Regions from separate parts of the Gossypium hirsutum genome. Here regions 1 and 3 are each linked to region 2. Evidence: chromatin contacts called from public Hi-C data. All regions are on one chromosome and are shown on one strand. Each heading gives the region's core, a stretch centred on a gene start, on an enhancer-like site or on the middle of the called end of the contact. The rest is flanking DNA. Distances are from core to core; before and after follow the strand shown.

Region 1 (3,075 bases), core at 163-2,662, 140 kb after region 2:
TATTGTATTCAATATTCATCACATATATTTATATATATATATAAAATATCATTACTTGCTAATCCATACGGAAACCTTCTCAACCACATGTATATGTATAGAAATACTTTGAACCTTTGAAGGAAAACATTTTCCCTCAAACCAAAAATAACAGAAGACAGAAGTACTACGAGTAATAATAATAAAGCAAGCATTGCGCCCGCAATGCAATGCATACAATAGTATACTAACCGTAGATCAGTGATCAGTCACGTCAGCCTTACATAAGAGGGCAGATTTTTAATTAATTAAGAAAAACCCAGAAAGTGAAAGAGGTGGGTGGAATGGTATGGAAATAGAATCAAAAATAAAAATCACAATTTTACTTGTGGGCTTTTGGGTTGTTCGCATTGTATGTATTGTAATATCAAACCATCAAAAACCAAAGTTGAAAGTGAAATAAAATATAAAAATAGTAATAGTATTCGTCGTCATTAGTTTTGATGGCTGCTAGTAGCTTACTTATTTCTGAAGATGGTAGAAAGCAGATAACATAGGTGGTCTTTGTATCTACCAGGAACTACAACAAAGAACACCATGAATCTGAAATTGAGATACGAGTGAGGGAGAGAGAGAGAAAGGAGAAAGATAAACCCAGAAATCAAATCTTCTGAAATTGCGGGAAAAGGCCAATATATATTCTTCTGGAGTGGTAGTATATAATTAAATTCAAATGGAGTGGAAAATGGAAAGAATAAGAGCAGTTTATAGTGAGAGCAGGCGTATACCAGTATGTAAGGCAAAGAGATGACGTTACAAATGACGAGCCATTGGATTCCGTAACCAAAAAGGCCCATGAAAGCAGCCATGAAGAGCACCGTCCACAAAGGGAAAAACATGAGAGCCAACCCAGAAGACCAGCCGAATACCTTCCCCATATCCGACGCCACCGCAAGATAATTCAACTGCACCTGTGATATGCCCAATACTTTCTTCATCTCCGAGGAATAAGCGGAGAAATCGAAATTCGTACCCGTGAATGCTTGAATCCAAATAACCGCCACTAGGATCATCCATTTCCTGGACTGTCCAACCATAATTTTAATAAATACAAAACTGTGTATATTATGATGAAGATTTGGTTGGGGATTGAAAACGTGGTGTTGGTGATGGAACGAACTCTTTATTTATAAGGCAAGCAAAGGAAAGCAAAGAAAAAGAGAGAAAAGAAAAAAAGAAAATATCCAGTTTGATGGTATTGCCTTAGCCCGCAACAGAAACTCGGGCAGGTAGTCCCTTCGCCTCCCATGGCATTGGAAGTTTTTACCGCGTATACACTGTGTGGTGTGGCATTAACGGAGTGACTGCTGATAGGGGGTAATGTGTATGTGGCGGACAACTTAGCGAGGTAGCATGTGATGCCATCGCAAGCCCAGCCCACCCCTTCTTCATTTCTTGTTCTTTTATATCTAATCAAATCATTCATCACTAAATTATGACGGTAAATAAAATTGGCTAAATAAGATTTATGAAATAGGAAAAATCTTAGCCAAATAAAAAATTGATATGACTAAGTTTGTTATGAAATTTTTTTATCTTTTATAAAAGATCCTTATCATAAAGGTAAATTTTTCAAAAATGCCATTTTTTAAAAAAAAATATTGGATTAGGCTTTTTTTTTTTTTGGAAATTACGGGATTAGACTAAAATAACGAAAACGCTTCTAGTGAGAAACGCTTTTTGCTCTCGATATCTTTTTTTTGTGTCACTCCTTGTAAAAATAAAACTTACAAAACATGTCTTTATATAGACTCCAAGTCTTATTTTCTTTTTTCTTAAGTAGTATGGGATATGAGTCTACACTTAATTATTAAAAATTAAACACAAAACTTTGTACAAACTCTAACAAAATAAAACAATCTCAAACAAAAGGATAACAATCTCTAACAATTTAAAGATAATAATTAGTTGTCTAATGACCAACCTCCTCAAATTATAATTTGAACAATCTCAAACAAAAGTATAGCATTTAAAGATAATAAAATATATTTTGTTAGAGTTTAATGTTGTAAAAAAAAAAGATATTGGGAACAGAAAGAGTTTCCAGTTGGAAGCGTTTTTCTGTTAATACGCTGAAAACGCTTGAAAATGCTTTCCTGCAAATCAGTTGAAAATGCTTTCAGTTTGTTCTTGTAATTTTTAGACAATTCAACCTAATTCAATAATTTTTTTTAAATGGCATTTTGGGGAAATTTACTTTATCAAAAAAACTAAATTTATTACATAAAAGATTGCATATATAATTAAAAATATATATAATATTTTAAGTAAATTTTTTTCATAGAGACAGTTTAGGATATAACAAATGTAAGTTAAAAAATAAAAATTATTAACTTTTGTGTAAAAAAAATTGATACCGAAACACGCTTTACAAGTTGTTATTTGTAACAAAGCCATTATCTATAACAACATTCGTACAAAAATTAGAAGTAAGCATTACCCATCTTAATATTTCCTTTTTAACTTATGTTATCATTTCCATCCCTTCCTTTATGTAGCATACATTTCCCAACCTTTTGATATCATCCACTAGTGGTCGATATTGTTGGAATTTCGGCAGCAAGGAAGAAAGATTTACAGAGAGAAATTTAGTAAAAATATTGTCTGCTAAAATTTTATATATTTTTCATTCTATTTTTGAACAATGAAACAGGAATGTTTATAACAAGAAAAACTCATAAATATGGAAAGAAATAAAAAAAAATATGCTAATAAATGTCAAATATACTATTCCAATAAATACTAAATATTAAAAAAAACTATAGAACATAACTCGCACGCAAGTTCTTTAAATTTAGTTTCTTCGTAGCTTCAAGGTTTAGCTTCAGACACTCGCATCTTTTCCCATGACCCCAATTCGCATATCAGTTTGTCAAAGTAATGAACTCGTCGCTTACTATTCATTTGAGGTAGCTCACCAATCTCAGAGGGTTGGCCAATCTTGGCGGGTTCGCCAGTTTCTAAGAGTTCACCAAACATTAAGGGTTTGCCATGTTCAGTCCTCCATATGTATTCGCCTTGTGTTGTGAGTTTGGC
Region 2 (2,888 bases), core at 300-2,799:
GTTGGCATGACAGTCCACATGTATTTAACGTTGACATGATACTATTTGTTTTAAATATCATGTTAACAAAAACATTAGAAATTAAAAAATATAAAAATATATAAAAATTTTATAAAAAAATCAAATAAATTAGGAACATGTGGATTGTCATAAGGGTTGCCATGTTTGAAAATTCAATGTTTTAGTCAATATTTTTGTTAAAAAAATAAAATCTCGATTCTTTTTTAAAGCTTAATGGTCAAACTCGACTCTTTTTAAAATATTTAGGGCCATATTTAGTTAAAAAAATAGAAATGGCCAAATTGACAAAAGATGCAAACATTGAAGGTTAAATTTAATATTATACCTAAATTTTAGGGTAAACTATAAAAATAGTTAGTCAACTATTAACATGTTTCTATTTTGTCCACTTTATAAAAAAATCATTTAAAAAATCATTTATGATAAAATACATAAGATTTTATAAAAATACATACAATATTATAATAAATGAATACCCATTTTTCTCTATTTTTGACATGAAATTTATTTATTAAAATAATATTTTCATAAATAAAATATTTTAAAAAAACCTACAAATAATACTTAAATCAGATTCAAGGTTTTCCTCTCTTTTTTTCAAGTTTATTTTATAAATAGTAATTTTTTATTATATGACTGACATTACTCCTTAGTCTTTCTCAAATTTGTCGAGTGCTGGGCACCGCCTTCACCCACAATCACCGGCACTAATAATATTTACTTTGAACTCCTTGATTTCTACATCTTCCATCATCATACCATCGAATTAGGAGTTGGTTATGGAGATATTGACATGGCCTTCCAAATTTCACCTACTAGGTCTCCAAGACCTCATCTTCACTATACATCCCCAGTCATGCTTGCCTCAAATAGAGCCTCAAATGCAACAAATCCATTTTAGGCAACAACCTAAAGAAATCGGTTCTCACCATTTTTTATCTCAAGCTGTAGTTTTTAACTCAACTAAGATTGTTAATATTGAAAAAAAAGGGAAAAATTGAATTTGCATAATTCTTTTTTTATGGGTTTTCCTTTTTTTTATAAGATTATTATTTTATTTATAAAATTATCATTATAATAAATAAAATTCATGTTAAGAAATTGAAAAAGAAAGATATCCATTTATTTATAAATATTTATAATAATTTTTTATATATTTTTATAAAAATATTATGTATTTTTATTGAAAAATGAAATTTTAAATTTTTTATTTCTTTAAAGTTTTTTAAATTTATATTTTTTTAAGAATTAAGACTAAATTGACAAAATGTATAAAGTTGAGCGCTAAACTTATTGTATCTTTTATTGTATTTTTTTGTTTTTAATTGTTATGCCAATAAAAAAGATCATCATTAATAATTTAATGTAGGAGTGATCAAAATATTAAAATTTGATAATATTAAGACTAAAATAGAAAATTTTAAACTTTGATGACCAAAACAGAAACATGATAATAGTTGGGTGACTATTTTTAGAGTTTATCCCGAAATTTTATTATAAATTGAGAATTATTAAAAGAGGGGGAAACATTGTGTTGTGGTGGGCTGGGTTGGATGGGTTGCTAGGTACAGTATTAGTGATGGCCCGTTAGCCCATCGCGAAGAGAACCAAATTTGGCGAATGCCACAAAGATATATAGGTCTTAAATCTCACAAGCCTAGCATTGGGTAAGGTCGGGGCGTCATAATATCCTCTTTGTGGTAGCTCTCTCCTTTCCTCTTATTTCTCTTCATGTTTTCCTCTTTATTTAGGGTTTTCTTTTGATTACTCCTCTTCCCGATTTCATAAAATTTTATTATTCTCCCACTCCGAATCGATCTATGATTTGGGCAATTCCTCTGTTTTCGCTGTAAATATTATTCAAAATCAATTTCATCAATTATGTTTTTATTGTCTTTTTCGTTGATGACTTGCAACGTGATATTCCAAAACCTGCGTGTGTTCGGTCCTGGCTTGAATCCTTTTTCCCCTTTCTGCGTCGCTCATCATTCCTCTGCTTCTCGCTAATCTGTTTCCCTCTTCTCCTTGTTTTCATCTCTATCATGTAATCATTTTTCTCTTCATCTTAAGCTTTCGAGGGGATTGTTTGTTTTCCAAGAAAAAAAAATGAAAGGGATCTAACTCTTTGTGAAAATTTCACGTTTTTACAAAAATATCATGCGTTTCTTTGCCTAATCAATCAAATCTTGGTCTGGTGTTCTCTTTACTTCTTCCGAGTTAAAGGAAAAAGTCTATATATCTGCAACGGTATTGCTTGGTTTTTGTTATTGCTTCGAAGAATATGACCCAAGGACAGTCTTTGCGGAGAAATCTGTCAAGAAGGCGCTCGTTTAGGTGGGGGATTGATAGGGATGATAGAGGTTGGACAATGCTCCACATCGGAGCCCGTAAAGGTGACCTCATTCAGGTATCTTTCTTTCTTATTTACCGTTTTTACTGCTCTTTCTTTTATTGGTAGTACCCTTGAATTTTATGAATTCATGATAATTCCTATTGATGATGGATCCTTAAGTTACTCAATAGTTCTAATACTTTAAACCAATATAAGAAACCAACGCTAATGTTAGATTATTAAATTTATTGGAAAATGTTCTTTTAACTGGATTTATATACAGGGAGGAATAGATTCCAATTGCTTTTCCGTGATTATTTTTCCTTTTTGGATTCCCCAAATTCCCTTGGGCAATCTCTTAACAAGTTTTACTTGCTGATTTTTTTTAGAAGCATTCCAGCCCCAGGAGGAGCCGAACATGATTTTTTTCTTTATCTTGTTCAAATAAAAATAAGTTGAACCAAATGATTATAGAGATACATATAAAATAAATCCGTATGTTTATTAGTACATGTATGAATGGTTCCATATGTAA
Region 3 (2,700 bases), core at 45-2,544, 160 kb after region 2:
TGGTTAGACTAGGAGTTTGTTTTTCTAGTTGAATTATTTCTACAATTCAACAAGGGTTCTACTTCTTCTCCCTATAAATAGATGACATTGGTAGAGCTAAAAATACAACTAAAAGATATTGTTACTCTACCCGAAAATTGAGAGAGTTTTCTTATCAAAGTATTAAATCTATTTTCTGGAATAACAATTCTATCGGTTTCTATTTGATAAGAGAATTTTTGTTTTCACACTAAAAGTTAATAAAACTATTTTTGGTTTTGTGTTTGATTCAAACCATTCGAGGCCACACTTGAAGCTGTTTGTGGTACAAGAATAGTGAAGAAGGTTGTTTAGTTGAAAGCTTGAAATGATAAGGATCCATTTAGCTGAAAACATAGGTGCAAATTCAGTAATTGGTTTATTACTATAAATATCACAAATTGGCTCGGTTTTCAAAATTTTCCTCCATTTCTATTGTTAAAAATAGGCATGGCTGACGGAATAACTAGACAATTACAAATGGCATGCCATGTGTACCTCATGTTGATGTACAGGAACTAGTTTTTAACAGTAGAAATGGATGAAAATTAAATAGAAGGACTAATTTGCTATTTGTTCTAATGTATAGGGATTAATTTACTAATTTTTATTAGAGGGAGCAAATACAATCTAACTCTTAGTACAAGGGCCTCCATGACGCTTTTACCAATGAAATCCAAAGTTTTGTTAAAATTCAAGTATAGAAGCATATTTTGACCAACTTTTTAGCTTTTCATTCACTACAAGAAAAAGAAATCATGCCTATTATCTTCCTTGAGTTGATGATCATACATTTTCTCTTTTCTAATTATAATAACTAGTTTATTTGAACACTTTTTACTTATAATATCTTCATAATATTTATTGTTAGTTAATTTATTTCAAATAATATGCAATATTTTTATTTAATCTATGTAAATAAATATAATAATAACATATATAATCAATTACATATATTAAAAATTATGCTTTATAGTCATTTTTCGTTTTCATCCTTACTGTAATTGTTATATTTAAAATTAACATATATATTACACTATTAATTTTAATTTCAGTACCACATTATCGAATCTTATTATTCTAATCTCAACGAAACTGACGTGGAAATAGACCTTAAAGCAATAAAGCAACCCTTTGTGATCCTGCTGCTCAATACCTTCCTTCTGTCTATACTTGCTTGAAAACAAATTAGTTATAAAAGCCATCCCCAGATTCAGCCAATGGCTTCTGTTTCCCGGTAATAAGAGCAAGGTTCCTTGCCATTGCAATATAAATCAGCCATAGGCCCAATCTCCAACACCAGCTTCGGGCCACTTTTATCCAATGGAACGGGATAACCTCCAACTCCACCTTTACTGGATTTTTGTTTAGATTTAATAGTTAGCTAAAAATTGTATCATCAATCTTAAATCAACGCCCCTTTTGTTGCAAAACCCAACTACAAGTATGAAATGTATTCACCATGATTCTTCTAATAGAAGGAAAGAGTCGAGTACAAAATAAGGTCCCAATCCGTTACATCAATTATAAAATTAATCTCTTCAGTCAGAGCTCTAAGTTATAGGTTTTTTTTTTTTTTTTATAAAAATTTCTTTGATGCATTCTTATTTGTCACTTGTCATTAATGAATTAATATTTTTTTTTAAAACCATCATTAGATTCTTGAGTTCTAAGAAAATCATTACTAGAACCGACTTCAATAGATGAAATGTGAGTCACGACTCAGATATTGAGTTTGTTAAATTAGAAGACCATAATTATGTCATGATTATTTTCCTTTTTGAAATGAAGGCTACAAATGATAATTCCATTCAGCAAGTCAAATAGTATTCGCAAGCATAAGATGATGAAGCTCATGGAAGTAACCCACTCCAAATTAGACCTCATTTTTAGAATTTGAGCCCAAACAACTGAGCATATCGATGATCTTATTTAATTGACCTACACGTAAACGAATAATCTGAAACATCAAAATCCGCCTCTAAAATAATTTGGTTAAACAAAGATAAATCCAATATTACATGAGAAAATTTAACAATAAAAAAAATTATCCAATTCAAAAACAACTTTCGTCGTGAGTCAAAACGAGACTCAGGCCCGTTCTTTAATGCTTCTTACATAGATTTTTGGAATAAAAATTGTTTCTCCCTTAAAAGCATTAAAAAACAAACGTTATTTTAGAAAAAATTTCAATTTAAAAAAAAGTAATGGAGAAGTTGAAAATTTTAACTTTTTCTTTATCCAAAAGTGCTTTTGGCTTCTATTTACATTTTTAATCTTTATCTTCTCCCAAAATTTTTAGTATTTATATTTGGTATATAAATATTATCCTTTTTTAAAACTTTAATCTAAATATATGTAATATTTTAATTTGTTAGGTTTATGTTTTCTATGTTATGTTAATATCTAATATGAGTTATATATTCAAATACATTTTAAAATAAAATAATACAAATGTGTTAAAAGCATTAATTAAAAATATAAAATAATTTTTAAAATAATACAATTGTGTAAATATCTAATTACAAAATTATTATATTTAAATATAGTTTATATATTCTAATTAAATTTAATAAATAATAATATTAATTACTTAGAAATATTTAACATTAATATTATATATTAAAATATTAACAATAAGTTATAATAAATATTTTTTTATATTTTTGCTAAAATATCATA

Evidence for each region. A called contact is a pair of places that touch in the nucleus more often than the background predicts.
Region 1: a contact with region 2 is called in a Hi-C map of leaf, with 1.7 times the contacts expected there. The contact joins the promoter of LOC107900709 here to the promoter of LOC107900717 in region 2. A contact is called at or near these places in 3 of 34 Hi-C or Micro-C datasets (all in leaf).
Region 3: a contact with region 2 is called in a Hi-C map of hypocotyl, with 2.2 times the contacts expected there. The contact joins the enhancer-like site here to the promoter of LOC107900717 in region 2. A contact is called at or near these places in 3 of 34 Hi-C or Micro-C datasets (hypocotyl and leaf).

What each region holds. Positions count from the first base shown.
Region 1 is chrD08:54,288,657-54,291,731 of Gossypium_hirsutum_v2.1, forward strand. It overlaps LOC107900709 (protein NUCLEAR FUSION DEFECTIVE 4), which reads right to left and starts at 1,413. Exons shown (of 3, transcript XM_016826409.2): 1 at 768-1,413. The coding sequence starts at 1,076.
Region 2 is chrD08:54,146,564-54,149,451 of Gossypium_hirsutum_v2.1, forward strand. LOC107900717 (phytochrome-interacting ankyrin-repeat protein 1) reads left to right here and starts at 1,550. Exons shown (of 3, transcript XM_016826415.2): 1 at 1,550-2,428. The coding sequence starts at 2,303.
Region 3 is chrD08:54,306,242-54,308,941 of Gossypium_hirsutum_v2.1, forward strand. No RefSeq gene overlaps it. Among protein-coding and RNA genes, the nearest start is that of LOC107899882, 12 kb to the right of the region's middle. Within about 2 kb of position 1,295, at least 2 of the 9 cell types and tissues checked have an H3K27ac peak or open chromatin away from gene starts, as enhancers often do. A contact at or near this core is called in hypocotyl and leaf, where this site is marked.